Linked DNA regions of Mus musculus: all the other regions are linked to region 1. The links are chromatin contacts, called in public Hi-C maps. All regions are on one chromosome and are shown on one strand. The core of a region is the stretch at or near the end of the contact, and the rest is flanking DNA. Distances in the headings are between cores, read along the strand shown.

Region 1 (4,158 bases), core at 1,241-3,740:
CTTTATTTCTGTTGCTGCTTTTATTTTATTTACTGAAAGTGAGAGGGAACTTTTGTGGCCTTTTTTTTCTTTTTCTTCTGTAGGCCGCCTTAAGCTTACTAAATTTGGAACATCTAAGCAAGCTGAAGGGAAGAGGGGTTTTTCAGAATCACTGGGGGAAAAAGGAAAGGTTGCGGTGTTGATCATGCCCTATGGTGGGTGACCAACTGCTTGTACAATTACGTTTCACTCTTAATTAATTGTGCTTAAGGCTGAATTAAATTTGGGTGTTCCCTTCTTAGAGCAGCTCGTATTGGCGGAGATGCATGCGCTGGATGATGTCACGGCAGTCGTTGAAGACACGGCGGATGTTCTCAGTGTCCACGGCGCAGGTAAAGTGAGGGTAGCAGTAGTGGCGCCCATCTCCACTAGCAGTGCTGATTCTCTGTAGGCAGAGAGAGGGGCTCGGTCAAGCAACCCTCTCCAGGAGCCCCTCACCCCACCACCAGAGGACCAGCCATCAACTCATAGTACAATACAATGGAAGGCCTGGACCGCTCAGTCTCCAAATCCAGCACTGACTGGAGAATACTCGTGAGGAGGAGTAAGGGACTACAAGTCCTACTCACCAGAAACTCATCCCGAATGAAGTACTTGGCCCGGGTCACGCGTGGGTCCTCTCCCGGCTCGGGAGTCGCTACAAAAAAAAAAATTATTAATTATGCTAATTAGCTTAGAAGACCTAGTCTGACACCATTGTAGCTCATCACCCCCAAACTCTTGATCTCTGCCTATGAAAATGAGGGAAATAAATGTCCCTGGCTTCCCCATAGTGGGAGGGGCTAGGGACTCTCAGCCACACCTTGTGCCCAAGAACCACCTGACTAAACCAGCGCCATGACCGTACCATCCTCAGGAGTGGTGTAGCGAGCGAACTCTGGAAAGTAGTCCTCAATCTTCGATTTGCCAGCGAGGACTTTCTCAGCAAGCAGGTCTTGCTTGTTGAGGAAGAGAATCACAGAGATGGTGCGCAGCCATCTGAGGAGAGAGGGGCCAGGTGAGAGCTGGGGCCAGAGCAAGCTGCAGACCTACAGGTTGAGCCAAGTCAGGGAGACCCCACGCACCTGTTGTTCCAGATGCTCTTGAAGAGGTTCAGAGCCTCCTGCAGGCGGTTAGTCTGGTTGTCCTCCCGAATGACCATGTTGTAGCTGCTGCTGGCCACCACGAAGATGATGGCAGTCACATCATTGAAGCACTGGATCCACTTGCGGCGCTCATCGCGCTGGCCGCCCACATCGAACATGCTGGAACCGGAAAATACTGGGTTACCCTGGGCCCACCACTCTCCAGGCCAGATAGTTGGGGCGGGACAACGATTCACTTACTGGAAGTTGACTTTGTCCACCTGGAACTTGGTCTCAAAGATTCCAGAGGTCAGGACACGGCAGCGAAGCAGGTCCTAGAACAAAGAGGGGGGTCAGTAGGTCTCACCCTAATTGCCCGGAGAAGAACCAGCAACGTGGAACCCCAGGCTTGAGGACAGAGGCGCACGCGTACCTGGTCACTTGGCACGTAGTCGGCCTGCTTGATCACATCAATCTTGTCCAGGAAGCTTGAAAGAAAAGGAGACACGGTGGTCAGTGTGTGCCAAGTGTGTACCCCGTAAGGCAAGTGGTGGTGGGATCCGCCCTTGCTTTTGACATGTAAGAGAAGTTTAAAACTTCATCCCTTTCCTAAAGCAATGTACAAGTGCGGGTTTAAGGGTGCACAGGTCTCTGTCCAGGACAAAGCAGAGCCAGCCCTCTCCCTGTCTGCTTTGGAAGACTCTCATTCATTATTGAGAACTGAGCCAAGACAAGCTGTGGGCACAAAGGGGCTGTTCTTGCATTCACCACTTTGAACAGGAAGCAAAGACGAAGTTCCCTTCCTATCTACTGGGTCTGTGAAACAGAAAAAGTTTGAGATAGCAAACTTTTAGTTTAAAAAAAACAAAAACAAAACAAAACAAGAAGAAAGAAAAGTTGCTCGACTATAAACACAGGAAAATTAACTTTTGCCTTTTGCAGGACTGAGATAATGTAATATGAAAAAGTAATATTAATACTAGTTTGGAGGATTTGGGGGCCAAGGGCCAGAGGGCTGGGAACTCTTTTAAAGTAGACCAACCAGAAAGGAGCATAGTCTATTTAAAGAAAGCCCCTGAGTTTTTTTGTTTTGTGTTTTTTTTTTTTTTTCTCCTTCCCCTTCCTTTTTACCAGTTCCGAGTTAGTCTGGCTTAGAGGATACACTAACTGGCCCAATCAATCTTACATTACAGCACAGGCCCACAAATAGCTCCCCAGCCACCCTGGCCTCCAGCATGTTGCCATGGCAACAGAACCACAATTCTATAAATAGATCCTTAGCACCAAATCTTGTGAGAAGACATCTGGAGTGGGGCCAGCCAAACTGCAGCTCAACAAACACAAACCTGGCAGTTTAAGAACCAACCAGGTCCAGGCCCAGTGCCTCCAGCAAAAAGGCAGTTAGACAAATGAGCGGGCCACTGTGCACTCAGGCTGGGGAGAGGCCTCTTACACAACTTGAAAGTTGTTTTCTTTTTCTTGAAGTTGGTGCCACGTGGTACAGTGTTCAGGAGTAGATTGCACTGCTTTCAACAACAAGACATCCTTAAAGTGGTGTGATCCCCAAAGAACCTGGCTAAATCACTGTTAATCAGTTAGGAAACTGACCCCAGCAATTCCCTACCGGGTAGCTGAGCCTCCTCATCTTGTATCTGTACTTAACTCCTGAATTGGATCCAAAATACAAATCACAAACAATTCCAGGATCTCCATTTGTTTTCTGTTTCTATAATTAGTGCTTCCAGCTTTTAGTACAAACTTTTGAGAAAAATCAGGAACTTTGCTGGAGGAGGTGTGGGGGCTGGGGCCTGTGGGGCTGCTTTTCAGTTCCTTGAAAGAATATATAACTGTGTGTATTAAGTCATGACATGCTATATATGTAGCAACAAGTCCCCATGGGAGAGTGAGCCTAGGAAAGGGTCACTGTCCCCCTCCCATCATGAAGCTGAAGTGCCTTATAAGGTACTGAACAATAAAAAGTCTGTGTATTTTATATGAGGAGGCCAGTATGTGTTTGCTACACTGTGTGCGCCCCTAAATGCTTAGAGTTCATATCCGTGAGTTATACCACTTTATTACAAGTAAGTATTTTGCCTTGCTCTAGCAGGTATTAATTGTTTATGTAAAACAGTATCAGTGGTCTATAAAGTGCAATTAAAAGCTTTATAAAACAAATGAACCAGACTGGAACTCTCTGACTACTGGTGGGTTTGTAGCTTCCTGGCTTCTGAGCTTCTGTTTTGCCATGGGGGGACAGCTACTTACTACTGGGCACAGTCAATCAGCTGGTACTCATTGGAGCGCTCGTAGCAGGCACGCACTCCCTCATCCTCCCACAGAGCCTTGGCATGCTCATAGAATTCCTGAAAGAGAACCCAGGAAAAACGTTGGCTGACAGACTGAGCTCAAACCAATCAGGGACCCCACCCCTGGAATTCTAAGGCCATCGCTCGCTATGTGAGTCCAAGTGTGAGCCCCCGGGTTAACCAGCGCTTGGAAAGAGCCTGCAGTTCTGTTAAACTCCCAGAAATCTATATAATGAATTAGCATGCTTTCATCTCTGGGGAGTGCTCACAGTCTTGGGTGGCTGCTTCTGTTAGTCTTGTGAGGGGTGGGAGCAAACCAAATGAGTAAACTCCCCCTAGAATTATGTGTACAGGAGGGATATGTACTACCCTGTGGGAGGGACATGGGCCAAGGTTAGAATATTGTCCAGATATCAGAGTAGCAGATGTCAATGACATCAGATGCATTGTGGGTAGGCTGCCATTTTGTCTCTGTGAATCATGGGAATCAGATGACTATAGAATCCATGCTGTGTTTCCCTGTTGGGAGGGTTGGTTTTTGTTGTTGCTGTTGCTGTTGTTCTTATTGTTTTAATCAACAGCTATTTTTTTTTTAATGTACCTGCCTGTACTAATTTTTCTCACAAGTTTGTAGCCAAAACCCATCTAAAAAACACAAACCCCACAAAAGCTTAAGAAGAGGCAGCAATGACTTCTTAACTTTAGACAAGTCTCTTCTTTTGGCTTTAAAAATCTTTGCTCCCCCCACG
Region 2 (3,792 bases), core at 515-3,014, 290 kb before region 1:
TGTCTCTGCCTCCCCATCAGACTAGCCTGCCTGACTAGCAAGCCCCAGGGACCTGCTTGTCTCTGCCTCCCTACCATTGAGGTTATTAGAACATGTCACCATGCCTAGCTTTTACATGCAGGTGTATACCAAACTCAGGCCCTTCTGCTAGTATATTAAACATCTCCCCAGGCCACAGTTAGATACTTTTGACACCATTTCAAGACAAACATTCTGCTAGAGTTCAAGAAAGGGAAGGAGGGGGACACCAAGAGGCACAAATGGTGCAGTGGACCTGGTGGCATAGAGGGAGCTTGGCTTGGGTTCTCCACCCAGCCTACCACACTGGGGCTCGTCAGCTGAGGCCTGTGTAGCACCACTTTTAGCTCTCTCTTTCACAGTCACTAAGTCTGATATAGTGGCAATGAAATAACACCAAGAAAGACATTAAACAGGTATGTGACTTATAAAAACCAAGTAACTATTACAGTTTAGTCTTCACCTGTAGAACCATCCACCCATTCTATTCTGATGTTTGCTGAACAGCTGCTTACAGCAAAGCACTGCCTTACACATTAACGGTTGTGGGTCTCATCTTTGCTGGAACAGAGAGAGAGCCAAGGATGAGGGACTTGTCTGTGAGTTGGCCCCTCCAGTACTGCAGGATACCACTAAATAACAGAAATTGTGTTGTGGGACTTACATTTTAGTTAAGCAGCAAGAGATTGTTTTTTAAATAAACAATTATATAATATGTTGGAAAATATATAATGAAAAGGGGGTGATGAAGGTGTGACAGAAGTGTGAGCGGGAGAGGATGGCTTCAGAGTGGCCCTTTTAAATGGGATGGGTGGAATGAGCCTCACAGAGAAGGTTGAAACCTGGAGGAAAAGTGGCAAAAGAACACACATGGAGTGTGTGTGTGTGTGTATATATATATATATGTGTGTGTGTGTGTGTGAGAGAGAGAGAGAGAGAGAGAGAGAGAGAAAGAAAGAAAGAAAGAAAGAAAGAAAGAAAGAAAGAAAGGAAGGAAGGAAGGAAGGAAGGAAGGAAGAAAGAAACAGAAGACCCAAACCAAACATGAGCATATGTAACATGGTTGAGACATAGATACATTTCTCATGTCCTTGGGATTTCAGGCCTTCACACATTATAGGCAAGTCCTGTTCTATTGTGCCACATCGGGGAACTGCGTTTATAAATGCTTGACAATATTTTGTGATTCTTTCTGGGCAAGTCTTTTATTTTTTGGACCTTTGGAGAGTAGAGGAGGAAGAGAAGAAGGAAGAAGAGGAAGAGGAGGAGGAGGAGGAAAGGAGAAAGAAAGAAAGAAAGAAAGAAAGAAAGAAAGAAAGAAAGAAAGAAAGGAAGGAAGGAAGGAAGGAAGGAAGGAAGGAAGGAAGGAAGGAAGAAAGAAAGACAGATGGGGAGGGAGGGAGGGAGAGAGGGGGGAAGGAGGGAGGGAGAGGGAGAGAGGGAGAGAGAGAGAGAGAGAAAACCATTCCATGAACCAAATGGCCTGAGATGACAGATACTGGAGGGTGTGCTCTGTTCAGTGACAAGGAAGGGAACTGACCTCGGGCTTGGGTGGTTGTTCTGTGTGCCAAGCGGAGAGAGAAGGAAGGTCTTAAGTCTTCCTACTCACTGGAAGATGGTACTAAGGAGAAAACTACCAGCCAGGGCTGCTCTCATGTGAACACCAAGCCTCACAGACCACAAGGGCAGCTGGAGGCTGTCCACGCTTCCTGAGCCCTAGAACACGTCAGATAAAATAATGCTGCTCCCAGTTGCCTTAGGGTATAAACAGTTGCTGGGATGGGAGATAATGTAATTCTGAACGCTGTGCTGGGGATGGTTATTGTTTTATATAATTACAATAATTTGCCAGGAGAGCAGCAAACAGATAGCATGCTGAGTTCAAAGGGAGATAGTAGAGTCCCCAGAGCCTGTATGAGCCAACCTTCTACAAGAGTTAAGCACCCCCCTCCCCTTGTGATGGCTAATTTCCAAGGTCACCTTGATTGGATTAAGAAAAAAAAATTGGCTTCTCTAGGCCATTTTGTCATTTACAGAGTTTGTGCTAGAAAACTGGGCAATCGAGTTAGAACAAAACAAGTCGCATGATGGGTTAAGTGAATTGGGGCTGCATGACTATTATCCTGGGCTTCACGTGGCCCAAAGGCTGGGTGCTCCTGGCTTAGAGTGCTCTTGGCTACATGGGTGGCTAGGAAGTATGGTTTGGGTGGTTAACCTTCATTGCCAATCTGGCTGGACGCAGAATCACCTAGGAGACCCATCTCTGGGTATACCCCGAAGGCGGGGAGCACAGCATCCCAGAACTGAATAAAGAGGGAAGAGAGAGAGAGCCTGATGAACATAGCACTCACTTATCTCTGCTTTCTGACACATCCCGATGTGAGCAAGCAGCTGCCCTCTCCTGCATCCCTGCCATACTTTCCATGGTTTATGAAACCCTCAAGCACCGTTCTAAAATAAACCCTTTCTCCCCTGAGTTGCTTTTGTCAAGATGACTTGAAAGCAGGCAGCACACTACCACATGAGATGTCCACTCGAGAAACACAGAGTGTGATAGGCATATCCTGCACAAATACTTTGCCTGTGATAAACACACAACACAGAAATGCATCATGGGAGCTGAGGGTTTACATCTGAGAAGCTGAAAGCAGACTCCTCGGACTGCAGACGACAGAGCAGGGACAAGGAGCAGCTCCTCAGAGTTCCCCATCCCTACAGAGGGCTGGTCTTTAATTAAGCACTATATATATATATATATATATATATATATACATATATATATATATATATATGTATGTATGTATGTGTATGTGTATGTGTATGATGTATATGTATATGTATACGTATGTACATATACATATACATACATACATACATATATATAATATATATATACACATATGTGTGTGTGTGTCAAAGTATACATCTTCCCTAGGATACATTTCTATACATTTTGAGAAGCAGATACAGTAAGAGTATCCATGGACATAATGAACTTAAAGTGGAACATTCCCAAGGCTCCCCAGATCATGCTGTGGTAAGCCTCTTCCTCCCACCACAGAAAATCTGGTAGCCAAAGATCTGTTTCTAGGCTCAGAGTTTGCCTCTTCTAGACTATCATGAAATGGAAGCATGGGCAGAGTAGCATGTTCAACTCTGTGTCTTGGTGTTGGAGACAACGCTGTTGAGACTCTCCCACACCGTAGTGTGCTTCAGTGGCCTTCTCCTTTTCATCGTCCAATATAACTCCATTGGTGGGTATGCCTGATGTTTGCACTGTCAGAGGAGGTCACATTGGACAAGGACAAGGTCTTCTGCTTCTGGGACCCCAGCCCAGAGGACAGTTATCCCCACATCCGGGGCAGTCTTGTTTTCTACCCTCAGCTTACCCTCTCTAGAAATACCCTCACAGATGTTCCCAAAGGACCTCTCTCCTCATCTCGGGTGTTTCGTGATCTAACCAAGTCCACAGTGGAAAGAAACTCAATGGATCCAGACTGTCACGGTAGAATTCCCCAAACGCCCATCAAACATGAGTCATATCAAGTCCCAGGAAGACCTCAAAGCACATGGGATCCGAGATCCAGAGACACCAACGCCAGAGGTATCAGTTATCTGCAGATAGAAAGCCAACCATGGTAGACAGCTTCTGTGAACATCTGCAGATAAATCTTGAGCACATGGGAAACGGGAAGACTGGGAAAGAAATCCAAGATTTTCAAAAGCGTTATTTTAGAAGGGGGAAAAAATGCTCTAACCAAAAGTTTCAACACT
Region 3 (3,757 bases), core at 406-2,905, 330 kb before region 1:
TACAAGGAAGACACAACGGGATTTTAGATTGCCCTTTCAGAAACAATGGGTAAAGCCTGGTGGGTGGCAACTATGATGCAGGAGGAGTTCCGTACGTTTGAGGCAGCCTGGGCTATGTAGCCAGATCTTTCGTGGAGAGAGAAAACAGGAAAGGTACGATTAGAAGCCACAACAGCTCCCCAGGAAATAGCTAGTGGACAAAGTAGGAATGCCCGTGTGTTCTGCTAAAGCAACAGGGTGCTATACTGGAGTCCACCACTAGAGGCATCAGAACACCAGGCTCTACCGTCAGAAGGGCAGGAAGAAGCCTAGGCTGGGTCAGGGCAAGGGGGTTTGGGAGATACGGGATACCCAGAAATTCCATCTTGGGAAAGATGCCCCCAAATCACAAATGTAACTTTGGATGCAAGTGACAAACTCGAAATGGACCCGGTTCAGTGAGAAGCTGGGAAGAAAGGACACATACCTATCAGGAGGGGACGGGTACAGACCTTTCTGGGATAAGAATAGAAAGCCCACCTCCCCCAAGTGCCACCACATTCCCCACGGGACTTCTAGGGAGTTGGGGGTGTGGAGAAGCAGCTGTCTTCCTATAGTCTCCAGGACCAGAAGGGAGAAAGAAAAGGAATTTTCCCCTCAAATCCAACCGGTGAGTCCCAAAAGAGGATACAGACAAACTGCGTTTGGCATTTGGCTCTCCTAAGCCAGATGCTGAATGTGTGGGTGTTAGATGACAAAGAGAAACGGCAGTGAGCCCCCCCCCCCTTAATAAAGATCTCTGACAGTAGTGTGTGTGTGTGTGTGTGTGAGAGAGAGAGAGAGACAGAGAGAGAGACAGAGAGAGAGAGAGACAGAGAGAGAGAGACAGAGACAGAGACAGAGAGAGAGAGAGAGAGAGAGAGAGAGAGAGAGAGAGTTTGAATTACCATCATGTAAACACTGGAAGATCTATTTACTGTCAAATTCTAGATTTTTCTCATAGAGACCAGAGCTGGCTTTCTCCCTGTATAGGAGCTAAGATTACCCGGATGATAGTTTGGTTTTTGCATTTGTTTTGTTTTGTTTTGTTTTGTTTTGTTTTGTTTTGTTTTGTTGGGTTTTGTCCTTCCTTCCTTCCTTCCTTCCTTCCTTCCTTCCTTCCTTCCTTCCTTCCTTCCTTCCTCCCTCCCTCCCTCCCTCCCTCCCTCTTTCTTTCTCTCTCAGTTCTGAAGCAAAGCTCAGTCCTTAGCAGCAGGACTCAGGTGTGAGGGACCAGAGAATCTGAGTGCCGCATGCTACTGCCTCTTCTGGGCAGGCTGCAGCGCCCGCTCCTCTGTCTCTGATTTACATTTGTTTTTCTGAACGGCTTTTTTTTTCTTTTTCTTTTTCTTTCTTTCTTTCCTTCCATGTGCTTCCTAAAAACACGGTTCTGAGGGAGAGCTGGGGTGTTTTGAAGTTGGGAGGGTGGTTGCTGACCATATCCACGTTCCTTCTCACAGGGACCCTCACCCCATCCCCCGGTCTTCTCTTTTCCCATCTCTCACCCTGCTCTCTGCAATGCTCAGCTTCTCTGGGTCTCAGCCTCCTACGAGGCCCCTGCCTATACTCCTGTCCTTATTCCTCTGGGGGTCATCATTCTTCCTTCAGTACATCTGGGTGGCATTTACGTGAAAGCAGCAAAAAGGAACAAACAAGCAAGGGTCGCCTGCGTGCTCAGACTGTAAGCTTCGCCTGCTCTGCAGGGGTCCAGCCGAGGCTGGCAGTACAAACCCTGCTGGCGATTAGCCTGCTCCTGGTTTAGCCATTTGAACTTCAAAAAATATAAACTAAGACCCAGCAAGGTGTCCGGGTTCGGAGCAGACCCGGGGTGCAGTGGAGGGGGTCCAATCACCCGCCGGGGATCAGGTCCTGCCAGGTCCTGGGCAGCCTGCAGCTCCTGCTGCAGTCGGCGCTGGCTATTCCTCGCAGGCAGCTGTAGGGGGCGCCGTTGAAGCTTGGTAGACGATTTTCCAGCAAATACAGAGTCATGCTTCGCTTTTTTTTTTTTCCCCCGGATAATAAATCCACAGAGCTTGTTTTTAACCCCCACCAGAGGTTAAAGTAGTTTCATAAAAAGTTTTTGGTAAATTCATGGGTAACTTTTTGAGGTTATGTGAGGTTGTTGTCAAAAAAATAAAAAGAAAGGGAAAGAGAAAAACAGCTTTTAGCTGTTGTTCCCTCTCTGCTCATGTAAGACCAGAGTCACAGGAGGGCGGATGGGAGGGGGATTGGAGCTTGGTGTTTTTCCAGAACAGTCCATGCACAGCCGCAGCTCCCTAGTCCCCCCGGAAGCCTAGCGATGGGGCTGGGGGTCGTGGGTGGCTGCGTAGGGTCTGCTCTGCACCCCAGCCTGCAGCCACCTGCCAGACAGCTGCCCCCGAGTTCCTGCCGGCGCCGGGGATGCAGTGCTGCAGTCTTCTCGATTTTTCTACAGCTCCCAGCCCGCAGACCCCTGCCCAAAGCGAGTCAGGGTGTAGAGAGAGCTGGTCGGGGGTCTTTGCATGCATTTCCCGAGTGGCAGTCAGAGTAGGGGTTAAACGGATTAAGAAGTTTATCCAATTGATAGGGAAGGAGACTGGAGGAGGCAGAGGGAAACAGCGCAGTTAAGGGAGGGGGCGTCGCACATTAACTATGATTCAGAGACTCAAATGCACCGAGTTCGTTTTTCATCTGCCTTTAGCTAGAAGAGAAAAATAAGGAAATTATAGAAAATTGAGACGCTAACATCCCTAAGAGCACTGTGCGCCCGGGGGTGCTTTAATGAACACTTAATAATTTCAAATGTTCGTGCTCAGAGGTGGCTTTGTCCGTCTCCAGCATGTCAGGTGCCTCGTAGCCATCAAAAGCTAATGCCTTTGGGCTGGGACAAAAAAAACAAAAAACAAAACAAAACTGAAAGTTAAAAACAAACAAACAAACAACATTTTAAGAGTTTTAGCAGAGAGGGGGCTATCTAGGAACCTATCTTTTCATCCACTATGAACTTGGGCACGACTCCCTGCCAGTGAGGATGGGGAGGTGGGTAACCTTGGCAGCCACCTCTGACCCCAAAGGCCATATCGAAACTCAGGTGAGGAAAAACATTTGGCGGAAACCCTCAAATGCGGAAGCAGGAAGCTGCTTGTTGTTGGAGCTGATTCTCTGAGCTCCCTGCCAGCATCCAAGGTTGAGGTGAAGGCCAACAGGAGAGGGGAACCTTGTCTGGAGGTTGGGGACCTTAAGCAGAGCACCAGTGACTTTTTGAGCTCCCTCTGGAACATCCATCAGAGATGTACATGAAGCATAAATACCCTAGCCTTCTCTGTGTCGCACTAGGGACCCAGTCCCTGGCAGCGGAATGAGACTCCACAACTTCTGGCTCACTCCTGTGGCCTAAAGACATCTTCTCTAGATGTGGGGTGAAAACGGTAGCGCCCCCTACTGTTTGCTACCCTGGTCACACGCTACAGAGTACTGTCATTTTGTAACAGCTCTCTGCCAAGACCTCGCTCCCTGTTGGACCTAGAGGATCCTGTGATGTGGGCCTCTCAGCAACGCCCCCCTCCCCTTGGAATGAGTCAGGACTTTCTAGACAGAAGCCAGATTAGACACTAGCCATACTCCATTTTACAGATGAAGGCCTGGGGCAAAAAGAGACAGATGTCCCTCGACTTAAAAACAAATGAATTCTAAGTCCACAAATGAAATTACTGGTTTCTATAACACCCCCGCTTCACAGGAAGCTGGGAGACCGAGGACA

What was found. Hi-C and Micro-C count contacts between places; a contact is called where the count stands out from the background.
Region 2: a Hi-C map of the N1E-115 cell line shows a contact between it and region 1, with 2.6 times the contacts expected there. The contact joins two enhancer-like sites. A contact is called at or near these places in 4 of 39 promoter capture datasets (the C10 cell line, the HPC-7 cell line, neural stem cells and 1 more), 5 of 484 Hi-C or Micro-C datasets (CD4 T cells, the N1E-115 cell line, macrophages and 2 more) and 7 of 115 datasets of contacts at active chromatin or transcription factors (bone marrow-derived macrophages, effector CD8 T cells, embryonic hindbrain and 4 more).
Region 3: a Hi-C map of the HPC-7 cell line shows a contact between it and region 1, with 3 times the contacts expected there. The contact joins two enhancer-like sites. A contact is called at or near these places in 11 of 39 promoter capture datasets (the C10 cell line, the HPC-7 cell line, cranial neural crest and 7 more), 2 of 15 datasets of contacts at CTCF or cohesin (the NIH/3T3 cell line and stem cell-derived epiblast-like cells), 9 of 484 Hi-C or Micro-C datasets (the AtT-20 cell line, the HPC-7 cell line, the N1E-115 cell line and 6 more), 29 of 115 datasets of contacts at active chromatin or transcription factors (DN3 thymocytes, the HPC-7 cell line, SST interneurons and 21 more) and 3 of 9 other capture datasets (adipose tissue, liver and pancreatic islet).

What each region holds. Positions count from the first base shown.
Region 1 is chr2:174,342,508-174,346,665 of GRCm38.p6, reverse strand. Gnas (GNAS (guanine nucleotide binding protein, alpha stimulating) complex locus) reads right to left here. Exons shown (of 12, transcript NM_010309.4): 6 at 3,369-3,466; 7 at 1,537-1,591; 8 at 1,365-1,438; 9 at 1,104-1,283; 10 at 887-1,017; 11 at 609-676; 12 at 1-424. The coding sequence ends at 278. Among named protein-coding and RNA genes, the nearest start is that of Gm30189, 17 kb to the right of the region's middle. Within about 2 kb of position 2,490, at least 278 of the 459 cell types and tissues checked have an H3K27ac peak or open chromatin away from gene starts, as enhancers often do. A contact at or near this core is called in the HPC-7 cell line, the N1E-115 cell line, adipose tissue and 11 more, where this site is marked.
Region 2 is chr2:174,627,598-174,631,389 of GRCm38.p6, reverse strand. It overlaps a transcript of Zfp831 not described here. Among named protein-coding and RNA genes, the nearest start is that of Zfp831, 14 kb to the left of the region's middle. Within about 2 kb of position 1,764, at least 7 of the 459 cell types and tissues checked have an H3K27ac peak or open chromatin away from gene starts, as enhancers often do. A contact at or near this core is called in the HPC-7 cell line and the N1E-115 cell line, where this site is marked.
Region 3 is chr2:174,672,364-174,676,120 of GRCm38.p6, reverse strand. The region is part of intron 3 of Zfp831 (zinc finger protein 831); the gene reads right to left. Among named protein-coding and RNA genes, the nearest start is that of Zfp831, 31 kb to the right of the region's middle. Within about 2 kb of position 1,655, at least 147 of the 459 cell types and tissues checked have an H3K27ac peak or open chromatin away from gene starts, as enhancers often do. A contact at or near this core is called in the HPC-7 cell line, the N1E-115 cell line, adipose tissue and 11 more, where this site is marked.